Linked DNA regions of Sus scrofa: region 2 is linked to region 1. Evidence: chromatin contacts called from public HiChIP or PLAC-seq data. All regions are on one chromosome and are shown on one strand. The core of a region is the stretch at or near the end of the contact, and the rest is flanking DNA. Distances in the headings are between cores, read along the strand shown. Region 1 has its middle 22 kb from the start of DENND5B. Region 2 overlaps FAM60A (protein FAM60A).

Evidence for each region. HiChIP or PLAC-seq counts read pairs in DNA pulled down with a chosen protein or histone mark.
Region 2: an H3K27ac HiChIP or PLAC-seq map of alveolar macrophages shows a contact between it and region 1. The contact joins two enhancer-like sites. A contact is called at or near these places in 1 of 47 Hi-C or Micro-C datasets (heart right ventricle) and 1 of 2 datasets of contacts at active chromatin or transcription factors (alveolar macrophages).

The regions. Positions count from the first base shown.
Region 1 is chr5:42,617,632-42,624,516 of Sscrofa11.1, forward strand. No RefSeq gene overlaps it. Among named protein-coding and RNA genes, the nearest start is that of DENND5B, 22 kb to the right of the region's middle. Within about 2 kb of position 3,545, at least 19 of the 83 cell types and tissues checked have an H3K27ac peak or open chromatin away from gene starts, as enhancers often do. A contact at or near this core is called in alveolar macrophages, where this site is marked.
Region 2 is chr5:42,936,311-42,943,230 of Sscrofa11.1, forward strand. All of the region lies in intron 1 of FAM60A (protein FAM60A), which reads left to right. Among named protein-coding and RNA genes, the nearest start is that of FAM60A, 9.3 kb to the left of the region's middle. Within about 2 kb of position 2,826, at least 9 of the 83 cell types and tissues checked have an H3K27ac peak or open chromatin away from gene starts, as enhancers often do. A contact at or near this core is called in alveolar macrophages, where this site is marked.

The sequences.
Region 1 (6,885 bases), core at 2,295-4,794:
CCTCTTCAGTTTAGTAAACCATTCACACTATCCCAGAGGAAATAAAGCCTTTTCCAAGGGGAGACTGGGAGATGGGGAAAAGAGCTGGGGGAGAAGTTAAGCAGAGGGAAGGATATAGGAGAGGGCCATCAACCCGTCTTCAGGTAGATGCTCCTGCCGTTTACACGATATGACCACCAGATGGCGCACAGGAAAGGATCAAATTCAGGCCCTTAATGGGTGGCTGGTGTGTGTTATTAAAGCCACCGGCCTGCCAGGCTCACCCTTCGGCATGCACAAGTTTCCCGGCCGGGGATCCACCTTGCACCACAGAAGTGACAGCAGCTGGATCCTTGGTCCCGCCGTGCCACCAAGGGACTCTGGATTTGGGTTTCTTTTTTCTTTTGTATTTTTTAGGGCTGCACCCCGCGGCATATGGAGGTTCGCAGGCTAGAGGTCAAACGAGCCGTGTCTACAACCTACACCACACTTCACGGCAATGCCGGGATCCTTAACCCACTGAGCAAGGCCAGGGATTGAACCTGCATCTTCATGGTTCCTAGTCAGATTCCTTTTCACTGTGCCACAATGGGAACTCCCAGATTTGGGTTTCTGTTAGATGATTTGGGGAAAGGTAAAGTGAAGATTGTTCTGGATTGGGTGCTGTCAGAAAATGGGACTAACTTGTTGACCGAGTATCTTTTTTTTTTTTTTGCTTTTTAGGGCTGTACCCGCGGCGTATAGAAGTTCCCAGGCTGGGGTCAAACGAGCCGCGTCTGCAGCCTACACCACAGCTCAGGGCAACGCCAGATCCTTAACCCACTGAGAGAGGGCAGGAATCGAACCTGCAACCTCATGGTTCCTAGTCGGATTCATTTCTGCTGCTCCACGACGTTAAGTCCAAACAATATTCAGTTTATAAAAAACTTTTTTTTTTTTTTTTTTTGGCCTCTTCTAGGGCCTCTCCCGCGGCATATGGAGGTTCCCAAGCTAGGGGTCTAATCAGAGCTGTAGCCACTGGCCTACACTACAGCCACAGCAACGCCAGATCCGAGCTGCATCTGCAACCTACACCACAGCTCACAGCAACGCCAGATCCTTAACCCCTTAGCAAGGCCAGGGATCGAACCAGAAACCTCATGGTTCCTAGTCGGATTCGTTAACCACTGAGCCACAACGGGAACTCCTATAAAAAACTTCTATGAGAAGATGCTCATAAAGAAAGCTGATAGGTTGTCTTCCATTTCTGGTTTGTCCAAAATATATATATTCTAGACTTCATAAAGAGAGACTTGTATTCAAAAGGATTATTGCAAGGGTAGAGCAGGGCAGGGGGAACAATTGCAATGAGAGAAATCTGTGATCATAGGTCTGCAATCATCTAAGAGTTAGACAAAAAGATTTTCCTCTGTTCCAGAGAGGAGTAAACAAGGCTGGGAAGAGCCAGACTTGGGATGCTGGATGAAAGAGTGGCCTGAGCGGAAGGCAGATTAGAGAATGTTTGACCCTGAGGCCAGCCTATTCTCAGAAGCTGGGAGTGGGCCAAAGTTCAAGGGCCTGGAGGAAGGAGAGAAGCTTAATCAAAGCTTGGTTAACAGCATTTGTTGCATGGATCAGTGAGGACAAGCATTTCAGCTAATCATTTATGAAGCAAAGAAAAGGAATTTTGAAGGTCTGCGCCTGGCCTTGTCAATAGGGAAACAAGGGGCATCTGGGAGTCTTACCTAAGTCAGAGGGGAATGCTCGGGTCTTTGCATTAAGCAAAGTCTCTTGGGGGATTTCTTTTTTTAATTTTTAAAAATTTTAATTAATTAATTAGAAGTATAGTTGATTTACAATGTTATGTTAGTTTCAGGTGCACAGCAAAATGATTCATATATATATAATATATATTTGTATATACACACATTTTTTTTCTTTTTTAATAGCCACACCCGCTGTATATGGAAGTTCCCAGGCCAGAGATTGAATCCAAACTACAGCTGCACTGGGAGCCACTGCAGTCGGATTCTTAATCCACTGCACCATAGCTGGAACTCCATATATCTTTTTTTTTTTTCAAGTTCTTTTCCTTTATGGATTAATTACAAAATATTGAGTAGTAGTTACTTGTTGGTTATCTATTTTCTATATAATAATGTGTTAATGTTAATGTGGGAGGATTTTTTTTTCCTCACTTGCCCACACCCAAGGCATATGGAAATCCCGGGCCAGGGACTGAATCCAGCCAGAGCTCTAACCTACACCACAGGCGGGATCCTAAACCCATTGTGCCAGATCCGGATCATTAATCCACTGTGCCACAGGGGGAACTTTACATGAGGGGGTTTCTTAATCCTTGCCACCCTTTTCCAGGATCACAGGACTCAGGTAAAATTCATCATTTTCAGGTTGCATGTTCATGCATCCTGTTTCTCCACTTGCTGTGTTTCGGATAAAGGATGAAATGTGGGCTTGAATGTGACCTGAGAGATCCTGGATCCTTCCATAGAGGCTCAGGTCTGTGAGACAGAGGGGCTGGGGAAGAGCTGGCAAAAGCGCTGGGCAAACTTGGCTGTTGAGACCATATTCATTGTATAACTTTTGCGGCTCTTGCATTTGTTCTGAACTACAAGTGCATCATTGTAAAACTTAAAGTGAGACAACATCAGTTCTGGTTGTGGCTCAGAGGGTTAAGAACCCAACTAGTATACATGAGGATACGGGTTTGATCCTTGGCCTAACTCAGCGGCTTAAGGATCTGGAGTTGCTGCAAGCTGTGATGTAGGTCACAGATGTGGCTTGTATCCCTGGCAGCAGTGGCTGTGGCATAGCTGCAGTTCTTATTGACTCCTAGCCTGGGAACTTCCATATGCCTGAGGGTGTGGCCCTAAAAAGACGAAAAAGAGGCAACATCAGCACTTGTGAAACCACACTTTAGCTGAACCCAAGTAGAGGGCTCAGCCCTATTTGCTGGTGCCTTGGGGCATCTCAGCTTGAAATGCTGCTTGGGCCCCCACCCCCTGCAGAACATACACCGCCCTCCCCACCCTGAATGTTTTCCTGGACAGCTTACTTCACTTCCCTTGTAAGGATTCCAGCCTTTCGCTGGCTTGTCAGGGCTTCCGGGCCACTTTGCACCCCGGACATCTCCCATTCATTCTTTCCTCTCCTTTCATAGCCTTTCGTTCTGCAGTGACACAGGCTTGAGGGCTGCTCATATATTCCGCCCTGGTGCAGGGCAATCTTGTAACTCAGGCAATTTGCCCTGTGTCCTGGAGGCCAACCTGGATCTGGGGTAGACCTTGAGAGGGTCCCCATGCCATGGAGGAACGTCTTTATTCACCCTCCTGCCAGGTTCTGATCAGGCAAGCTTTGATTTACTTTCCCTTTCAAGAACCAAGGGGATAAAGCTGTCAAGAACAAGCTGATGATTCGAAGTAATTCTGCAGATTTATGAAAATGTGCAAAATGCAAGCGGTGCGTGACAAGCAGCAGCCGGACGCACGCAGCCGCGACGTGGGTGCCGTGGGTCTGGCCGCGCCCCTCCCGCCGGTTCCTCTTTCCAGGAGAGACTCCCCTCCTCCCTCTGCCCTTCTAGAAAACAAAACTAAACCCTGCCAGTCTGAGAGAGAGGATGTGAATCAGAGCATCCTGTAAGTGGAAGGAACTTTCCTGACCTGTCTGATCCAACTCCCTCCTTGGGGAAAATACTTGTCTCTTCACACTGGGAAAGCTGGCTCGGGCCCTTTTTCTCTACCTCTAGGAAGGTCCTAATTGTCTATCTTCCCAGGAGTGGGCCTCCTTCCTTCCCCTGGAGGCTGTGTCGTCCAACAGAGAAGCATATTTTGTGGCTCCTCAAAGGAGAGGTGACCAAGAATTTAGACAGAAAAAGAAAAACAAGAAAAAGCAGTTAAAAAAAGAAAAAAATATCCTTGCATCCAGAGCACTAGAAGCTGAGGATTGCAGACAGAGGGTGTAGAAATAACACTCTTAAAGGGGGGCATTGATGAAATAGAGGGGTGGGGGTGGGCGAGTGTTTAGCCAGAGGAAGTTGTGAACCAATTTCTCAGAGAATTCCTGCACAGGTGGCTTTGCTACATCTTTGGCAAGTAGCCCCTCTTCCCTTCCCTACGCTCAGTCCCTATACTCACAGTGGTGCTGACTTAACCCCAGTCGCAGCTTGGCTGGCCCAGCCTAAACCAATCAGCACCTCCTCATCCCCCAGACCACCCTGACTGGTTCAGAAATGGGCACAAGACCCCAGATTGTTCAGCTGTGGAATCCCAAGATTTGTACTCAGTGCTTGGAATAATCTCTCTCTTCCTCTCTTTCAACTTGAACACGAGAGGTGGGAGCTACTGCTTCAACCAATGACTCAGAGCCTGAGAACAAAACCAGCACACAGAGGAGAGAAGAGTCAGGCAAGAAACAGAAATCTGGAGTTCCTGTTGTGACTTAGTGGTAACGAACCCAACTCATATCCATGAGGAGGGTTCGATTCCTGGCTTAGGATCTGGTGTTGCTGCGAGCTATGGTGTAGGTCGAAGATGTAGCTAGGATCTAGCGTAGTTGTGACGTAGGCTGGCAGCTGCAGCTCCCATTGGATCCCTAGCCTGGGAACGTCCATGTGCCGGGGGTACAGCCCTAAAAAAGAAACAGAGAAATTTGTCTTTTCTTCACATTGTTTGAGCCTTGAGTCAGGTCTTGCCTGAAAACAGTCCTCGATTCCATACACTGGTAGATTCCCATTCGTCTGGATCCAACCTGAATTAATTTCTATCCTGGGTACTCAGTCCTACCTGACAATATGTTTAACACATAATAGGTTTTTGGAAGGAACTATGAATTGAGCATGTGCTCATCTTTAATGTAAGGTGCAGGTGTCCGCTCATACTCAGTCCTCTCTGGTTCCTTTCTTCACATGAATTCAGAGCCTCGTGTGTTTAAATTTGAAATAAGTGAATGATAGGTGTTGGTTTTGCTTGAAGATGAGCAGGGCTAAAAGTGGGGGGAAATGGGAGTTCCCATTGTGGTGCAGCAGAAACGAATCCAACTAGGAACCATGAGGTTGTGGGTTCGATCCCTGGCCTTGCTCAGTGGGTTAAGGATCCATCATTGCTGTGAGCTGTGGTATAGGTCGCAGATGTGGCTTGGATCTGGCATTGCTGTGGCTCTGGCGTAGGCTGGCATAACAGCTCTGATTAGACCCTTAGCCTGGGAACCTCCATATGCCGCAGGTGCGGCCCTAAAAAGACAAAAGACAAAGGCAAAAAAAAAAAAAAAAAAGAGAGAAAGAAAGAAAAAAGAAAAAAAAGTGGGGGAAAACGGAAGAAGGAAGTAAAATAGAAACATTAGACTAAAAAAGCAGAGGAAGATGTCCTAACCCTAACCTACTCAGAAGAGAGCCAAAGTTGGAATTCCCTGGTGGCTCAGAGGGTTAAAGATCCATTGTTGTCACTGCTGTGACTTGAGTCACTGCTGTGGCGTTGGTTTGATTCCTGGCCTGGGAACTTCGGCATGCCATAGGTGTGGCCAGAAACAAACAAAAACAAAAACAGAAGAGAGGCAAAGTGAAATCCCTCCCAAAGAGACTGAGGCTATTGCTCTGTCTTAACTGAAGAGACAGGAATAGTTACAGAGAAAAAAAACCATTCTAAAGCTCACACCTTGAAAATCATCTAGACTTTCTAAGGCACTGCAAATTGTATAAACTGAATCCTGTTAGAAACATTTTGGAGTTCCCGTCGTGGCTCAGTGGTTAATGAATCTGACTAGGAACCATGAGGTTGCGGGTTTGATCCCTGGCCTCGCTCAGTGGGTTAAGGATCCAGTGTTGCCCTGAGCTGTGGTATAGGTCGAGGATTCGGCTTGGATCCTGCGTTGCTGTGGTGTAGGCCGGCAGCAACAGCTCCAATTAGACTCCTAGCCTGGGAACCTCCATATGCTGTGAGTGGGGCCCTAGAAAAGACCAAAAAAAAAAAAAGGAAACATTTTTTCTAGCATTTGGGAGAAAATTTTATCTTTTGACCCATGTGTTAAATACCTATTACTAGCTAACTATTGCAAAACGTAGGGCTTAACACAATCATTTATTTTACATGAGGGTTTTTTGTTTGTTTGTTTGTTTGTTTTTCTTTTTAGGGCCACAGCTGTGGCATATGGAAGTTCCCAGACTAGGGGTCAAATCGGAGCTGTAGCTGCTGGACTACACCATAGCCACAGCAATATGGGATCCAAGCTGTGTTTGCAACCTACACTACAGCTCATAGCAACACTGGATCCTTAACCCACTGAGCAGGGCCAGGGGATCAAACCCATGTCCCCATGAATACTAGTCAGGTTTGTTACTGCTGAGCCTCAAATGAGAACTCCTTTATTTTTTAAATTTTTTATTAAAATATAGTTGATTTACAATGTTCTGTCAATCTCTGCTGTACAGCAAAGTGACCTAGCCATACGTACACATACAATCTTTTTTTTTAGTACCATCTTCTATCATGTTCTAACCCAAGAGACTGGACACAGTTCCCTGTGCTGTACAGTAGGGTCATTACTTATCCTTTCTAAATGTAATTGTTTGCATCTACCAACTCCAAACTCCCTGTCAGTGCCCCTTCTCCCCCCTCCCCACCACTGGCAAACACAAGTCTGCTCTCCTTGTCCATGATCTTCTGTTCTATAGATGGGATCATCTGTGCCACATTTTAGACTCCACATATAAGTGATATCTTATGGTGTTTGTCTTTCTCTTTCTGACTTACTTCACTTAATATGAGAATCTCTAGTTGCATCCATGTTGCTGCAGGTGGCATTATTTTGTACTTTTTTATGGCTGAGTAGTGTTTCATTGTGTACATGGACATTTGGGTTGTTTCCGTGTCTTGCCTATTGTGAAAGGTGCTGCAGTGAACATAAGGGTGCATA
Region 2 (6,920 bases), core at 1,576-4,075, 320 kb after region 1:
AGTGACGAATCCTTTAACCCACTGCCTGTGGCAGGGATTGAACCTGAGAACCAAGCCACTGCAGTTGGGTTCTTAACCCACCGTGCCACAGTGGGAACTCCCATTTCCTAGAAATCTTTAAAGCTTAGTTTTTTCCTACAAAAGTCTGTAGACTTCAATGTTAAAGAAAAAACTGACCCCATACAAAACACCAAGTTTAATGCATATCTTTATTATGGACACTATTTCTGCTCCATCCTCTTAAATATACTGTTCAGCTATATTTTGGCTACCCCACTCTTTAGCAAGTTCCACCTGGTCCTGTGTACTATGTACAGTCAGCACCTGGTTGTAATAGAAGACTTGTTCCTGCCCTGCAGCAGTTTATCATTGTGTAGAGGAGGTAATACATTAAACAAATATGTGAAATCCTGTGTGTATTTTAGGTGTTCTGATAGAGAGATGGAAAAGTTTTGTAAAAAGATATAATTCTTAAAAAATTTCCCGGGTTAAGCATGGGGCGGGGGAAGGGTCTCAGACAGAAATAGTAGCCTAAATAGAGATGTGGCTGGTTATTAAGGTTGGTTTGACACTCCTGGAATATCAGAATTCTAAATTGGGAGGAGCTAGTAGGCAGGACCAGATCCTGAGAAGTGCTGGATTTATTGCCAGGGAGTTTGGATATTATCTTGAAGCCAGTGTTGGGCCCTTGGAAGGGATATTGATAATTGAACTTCAGGAAGATACCACCTGTTCGAAGAGCCCGGGAGTTGGTTATGACACTCTGACAGGAGTTCAAACATCATAATTAAGGACAAACAAAAGCATTGGGGATGGAAGGGACATGAACCAGAGAAGTGAAGGAAGATGCAGATTCTCTAAGGACTTCATTGTGGACATGGTGGGGGCCATGCAGAGGATAAGGGACAGCCCAGTTGGCTTTCAGATTTTTTTGCGTGACCATAGGGATAGAAACTAAGATAGGTGAACAGAGGAAGAGTATTTGGAAGAGAAGATTGTGTAATTAATTTAGGGCATTTTAAGGTTAGGGCTGCTAGTCCTTGTATTAGGTGCTTCAGAGAGCTTAAAAAACTTTCCTAAGGTTTGGGTTAAACCAGATGTGTGCTTTCTTAACATTTTTTGTCAGGCTTGAAAATGGGGAAACAGCTTCACAGAAAGGAATATGATCTCGTTTCATGAATTTAAAGTCTCCTTGAAAATCCTAAGTTCCTCTTTTCCCAAAGACCTGTTCTTAAAAGAAAACCTTCAGAAATCAGGATTCTACCCTCATTTTAATTTGTTGAGTGTGTCTTGGGACAGATAAGAGTTTATATTTCTTTTTTTTTTTGTCTTTTTGCCATTTCTTGGGCCGCTCCCGCGGCATATGGAGGTTCCCGGGCTAGGGGTCTAATCAGAGCTGTAGCTGCCAGCCTATGCCAGAGCCACAGCAACGTGGGATCCGAGCCGCGTCTGCAACCTACACCACAGCTCAGGGCAACGCCAGATCGTTAACCCATTGAGCAAGCACAGGGACCGAACCCGCAACCTCATGGTTCCTAGTCGGATTCGTTAACCACTGAGCCACGACAGGAACTCCAAGAGTTTATATTTCTACAAGATGTAAGTAATAAATTCAAGAAAATAAATGGAGTATATTTACCCAGACATTTTTCACATTCTTGCTTCACAGCATCCCTGGAAAGTAGAAGTGAGATTTCACCCTAATATTACAGAGGGACAAATAAAATTAGAAGTGACTTCCTATTCAGTTTTAAAGACAAAAGCAGAAATAGACTCCAACTCGAATCATTCTAGTGCCTTTTCTACCACAACACTCGCAATAGTTACATTTCTTAATTGATTATCATCCCTTAAAAGCAAATAAATCCTACCTCCCCAACCTTTAACTTTCTCATCCTCTGGAATGGCTCTTAATCTAGGATTGGGATACCCAGTAATTTTTTACACTATCAATTGAGAGGACCTAGTATTTTTTTTACACTAGCTGAATCTCAGAGACAGGGTTTGTGATTTTTATTTTTAACCCGTGCTATTTCAGCTGAAGACTTATTTCTGTGTTAGACTCCTTTCCTATAGGAAGAGTTGTAGGCTCTTTTACTAACGTAGATTCCATAGGCTGCACAGTTATAAATGCTTTATCATGTAATTCCTCAGAGACTGAGTACATGGTTGGAGAAGCTATTGACAAACACGTGGGGTCTACCACCTCTTTCTCAGTTTTCCTCCAGGCAAGTTTAAATTTTAAAATTTCACTTCACAAAGTGAAGAAATAAGGTAAATTCAGAACCTTTGGTGTTGGGATGTGGGCTGGTTTCTACTAGAAGCAGGCAAGAGGAAATAATAGTGTTTAATTGCTCCATGGTTTTCCCTAATTGCTGCTGAAACATGTCTCTTTGTAGGGGAATGCTGCAACCAAGTGGCCTAGCAGCAGGAGAACACAACACACTCAATTCTCTTTGACCCTTTGTGAAGAGTGTTGCTCCAGTTACACTGTTAGTGTTTCTTGGATCCTGTTCTTATATGTGATTAAAGATAGCATACCATTGACTAAAATGGTGTTGAGGGTGGCATTACCAACTACAGGCACTCAAGGTTGCTCAGTGCTTTTGATGACGAGTGTCTTTTTCATACTTCCTTTCCTTTCCCATCATCCTGCCATTTAAAATTCAGTTCTAAAGAGTACAGGCTCCTTCACTTCAGAGTTGTCTTTGGTTGCTTGGTTCCTTTTGTCTTTGTTCATCATTGCTTCCTTCCCACTCTGCAAATGTTTTGCTTATTTCTTTTCTGCAGTTTCCTTCCCATTCTGCTCTATGTCTCTTCTAATCTTACTAGTCTGTTCTGTATTCTCTTCTGTGGAATCTATTTCCTCATGTGTATCTCCTCATCTGTATGTCTTTGAGGAAGTCTGTTTAAGCTCTCTGGTCTTTTTCAGATTTCTCTTTAGTTAAGTCAAGGTATGTGATGATAACTAAAGTTTTGGGGTGTTGTGCTCTTGATTAAAAAAAAAACAGCAGTATAGAAGGAAATGAAGTGAAAGTAAGCTTCCTTCATTCTTGCACTCCTCAGAAGCACAGCTGCTACTTACTAGTTTTTCAAAGTCTATTTTAAAAAGCCAGTTTGTGTATGTAAGGTCTCATTTTAAAAACATACTGTGGGATTATATTGTATAACTATTATTCAACATGCTTATCTCACAGAACAAGAAATCTTGGATAGTTCCCTGCTGGCACATGTCATAGATCTCCTGCAGTCTTTTTAAAGGGCTGAAAGACATCATAATTTAACCAGTCTGACTCCATGGACATTGAGGTTGCTTCCAACGTCTTATATCTTTTTTTTTTTTTTTTCCCCCTAAGTCTAGGTCATTTGGTTTTTAAAAAGAAGCTGTAGCGTTTTGGTCTATGATTAGAATCTATAGGGCTTTGGTCTTTTGAAAACTAAGAACACTTTAAGAATGCTTTAATCTCCGAGATTACACGCCTAATTTGTGCATCCGAATTTTACTTTGCAAGATGGCATGGACAAGTTGTGAAATTAACTATGAAGCTGATTATCACCTTTGACATAGTTAACTTCTCTCTGTTTTTCTTTATCTAGTCCATCCAGTGGCATTTTGAGTTTTGGAGGGTAGTTTCGAATATAAGAAAAATGTTACTTTTACTAACTAGAAGTAATCTATAAAGTGGAATGGAGAGGTTATTATATTGGAGGAACTACTGGTTTCCTTTGAAGATTACCAACTAAGGTGAGCCTAATAGATATTATATTTACCATAAGAACTCCCTCCATTTTCCTAAATGTTAAAATCCCATTGTGGCTCAGCAGTAACGAACTGTGCTGGTATCCATGAGGACGTGGGTTCAATCCTGGCCTCGCCCAGTGGGTTAAGGACCAGGTGTTGCCATGAGCTGTGGTGTAGATTACAGATGTGGCTCAGATCTGGCATTGCTGTGGTGTTGGCTGGCAGCTTGGCAGCTGCAGCTCTGATTTGATCCCTAGCCTGGGAACTTCCATATACCCCAAATTCAACCCTAAAAAGCAAAAACAAAAATAAATAAGTAAATAAATAAATAAAACCCCATCCTTTTAAGATTTGAAAGACAAGAAAATACTCTAAAGAATTAAGTTTTTTACTCCCTGTATTCTAATTCCATATTAAAAATGGTATTGAAAACTCAAATTTCATTTTATTATTCTTCATACCATTTCTTATTTGGAGCTTAAAGTCAAATATTATGTTATTATTAAAAATTATAAGAAATCATCTTTAAGCTTAGAATTATTTATCAGAAAAATTTTCTTAAATAACATCCTTTCACTATTGACTTGCTGTGAAGATTTCTTTCCTATTTATATTATACTACACTCGTAAATTTACCTTACTTGTGTTGAATTAAGTGTAATAAGACATCATCCCTCCTCTTTGGCTTCACAATCTCATTAGATTCGATTAGAATTGGCCCTTCTGTATCTCTGATATACAGTGATTATTTCACCCTTTCCTTGTTTCAACACTGATTGCATTCCCCATCCTTTTATTAAGTTGATCATTGAATTTATATGAAATGTACAGGTTTAAACTAGAAGAAATCACAATAAATCAATCAAAACAAATGTTTAGGATTGATTGTTGCATTTTAAAAATTCACGTTTTGTTGTCTGCATAGTATTTGCTCATATAATTATAGTTATTTCTCTTAGGCTTTTGCTGACTTAGCTATTAACTTTAATCTTTTTAATTTTGGGAGATTGGATTAAATTGGACAGACAGCAATTTCAGCATGGTTGATTTGTCTTTAACTGTTACAGTATTCAAAAAATATGTGGCTATTTGGCTGACAGTAGACAAATAATGTCAATGAAAATGCTTTATAAGACGTGAAGTGCTGTAGAAATGACAGCTTTTTTAAAAAGTTTAATCAGCACATTTATTGACTACATACAAGATGATTGGCACTATTCTAGGTATTGAGGTTACTGAGATGAATAAAGACAAGAGAATTCCCAACCCTATCTATTTTTATTTTTAAAAGCAAGCTTGTTGGGATATAATTCGTGTACCATAAAATTCACTTTAAAAGTATACAGTTTGGTGGCTTTTAGTGTATTTACACTTTTGCAACCATCACCACTGTCTAATTTTAGAAGACAAATGATGTGTTTTTTTTCAAATGATGGTTTTTATCAGCATTTTGAGACTCTGAATTTTGCCTTTATCTCAAAGCTAAATTTTCTTCTGTTTTCTGCAAATACACATGCACCCTTAGAGTGAAGTTGTGTGGGGGGAGTTCTCTTCTCATCTGTAACTTTTCATCAGTGAGGAAGCAGATAGTATTAGTTTATTTCTATTAAAACAGTGGTGAGTGATGTAACATCTAAGAATAGATACAAAATCACAAATAATTTGAATACAATAGATTGTTCAAGAGGAACCATTTAATGTTGCACAAATGTGGGATTAGAAAAGAAGTTTTTTCTTTTTTTACTTTTTTTTTTGCCACGCTTGAGGCATGTAGAAGTTCCTAGGCCGGAGATCGAGCCAGTGACCACAACAGTGACCAAAGTCACTGCAGTGACATCGCTAGGTCTTTAACCTGCTGCACCATAAGAGACTTCTGAGAAGTACTCTTTTTTAAAAATTGAAGTTAGTTGGAGTTCCTGTTGTGGCTCAGTGGTAACAAACCCGACCAGTAACTATGAGGATGTGGGTTTGATCCCTGGCCTTGCTCAGTGGGTTAAGGATCTGGCGTTGCAGTGAGCTATGGTGTAGGTCTCAGACGAGGTTCAGATCCAGCATTGCTGTGATTGTGGTATAAACTGGCAGCTGCAACTCAGATTCTACACATGGCCTGGGAACTTCCAAATGCTGCAAGTGGGGCCCTAAAAAGCAAAAAAAAAAAAAGTTAATTCACAATATTATGTTAGTTTCAGATGTATACCTTAGTTATTCGGTATTTTTATAGGAAAGATGTATTCTAAAGAACCACCTTGGTTTGTTGAAATAATAGGAATCTCAAGTTTAAAATCAAATCGTGCCTTGCTTACCCACTACCTTTTCATATGTGTAACTAGGTCTCAGAGCCATTTCGTCTCCTTAGTTTTTTCCCAGAGATCAGGTAAGTTTTATTTTTTTTTATTTTATTTTTTTTTTAAACATTAGGGTCTCTAGACTTTGTGACAATATTTTCATTTAATCTCTGTCTTCCCCAAAGCTCAGAATGGTTAAACACTAACCTCTGATTAACTGGGTTGCTGTAAACAAAGCCCAAAATGAAACCCCTGTGTATTTGCTGCAGATTCCCAGGTGCCTCTCAAGTACAAGAATAAGCTCAGAAAAGGTTTAATAGGTTTATTAGGTAACCGGCCATTAGAAGGCTCATGTGCTCTTTGTATGTTTCCCTAGGACAAGTGTCTGCCCCCTTCCTGTATTTAGCACTTCCTGGAAGAGGGTAAACTCTAGGATTTAGGCTTCTTTCAGATGCTAGGCCAGAATAATTTTGTCAGGAAAAACAAGATCACAGAACTGCATAAAAGATTATCAATCAGAGATATCAGGCTATTGTATTTTCCCTGATGTCTAAGAAGAACATTCCTCAAGCTGAAGAACGGATAGTTTCACTGGTACTCTTGGTTAAGTTTTATGGAAATCCTCCCCACCAATAAAGATCATATTGAAGATAAACACTGATTCACAACAGCTGCTGGTGAGAAGGAACCCCCCCCTCCATTCCCCCCAGTATTTAGCTGTAGCTCTAGTATTCCTTAACCAGTTTGCCAGCATGATATCGGGCACACTATGGCTTCATGGTCAAATCCAGCCTCAGTGATGGTAGTTTACATATTGAAGATGATCTGAATTTTGTATAGTTTTGATGGCATGTTTATTTCTGGGAGAGAAGGGGATTGTGAGAGTAGAAATA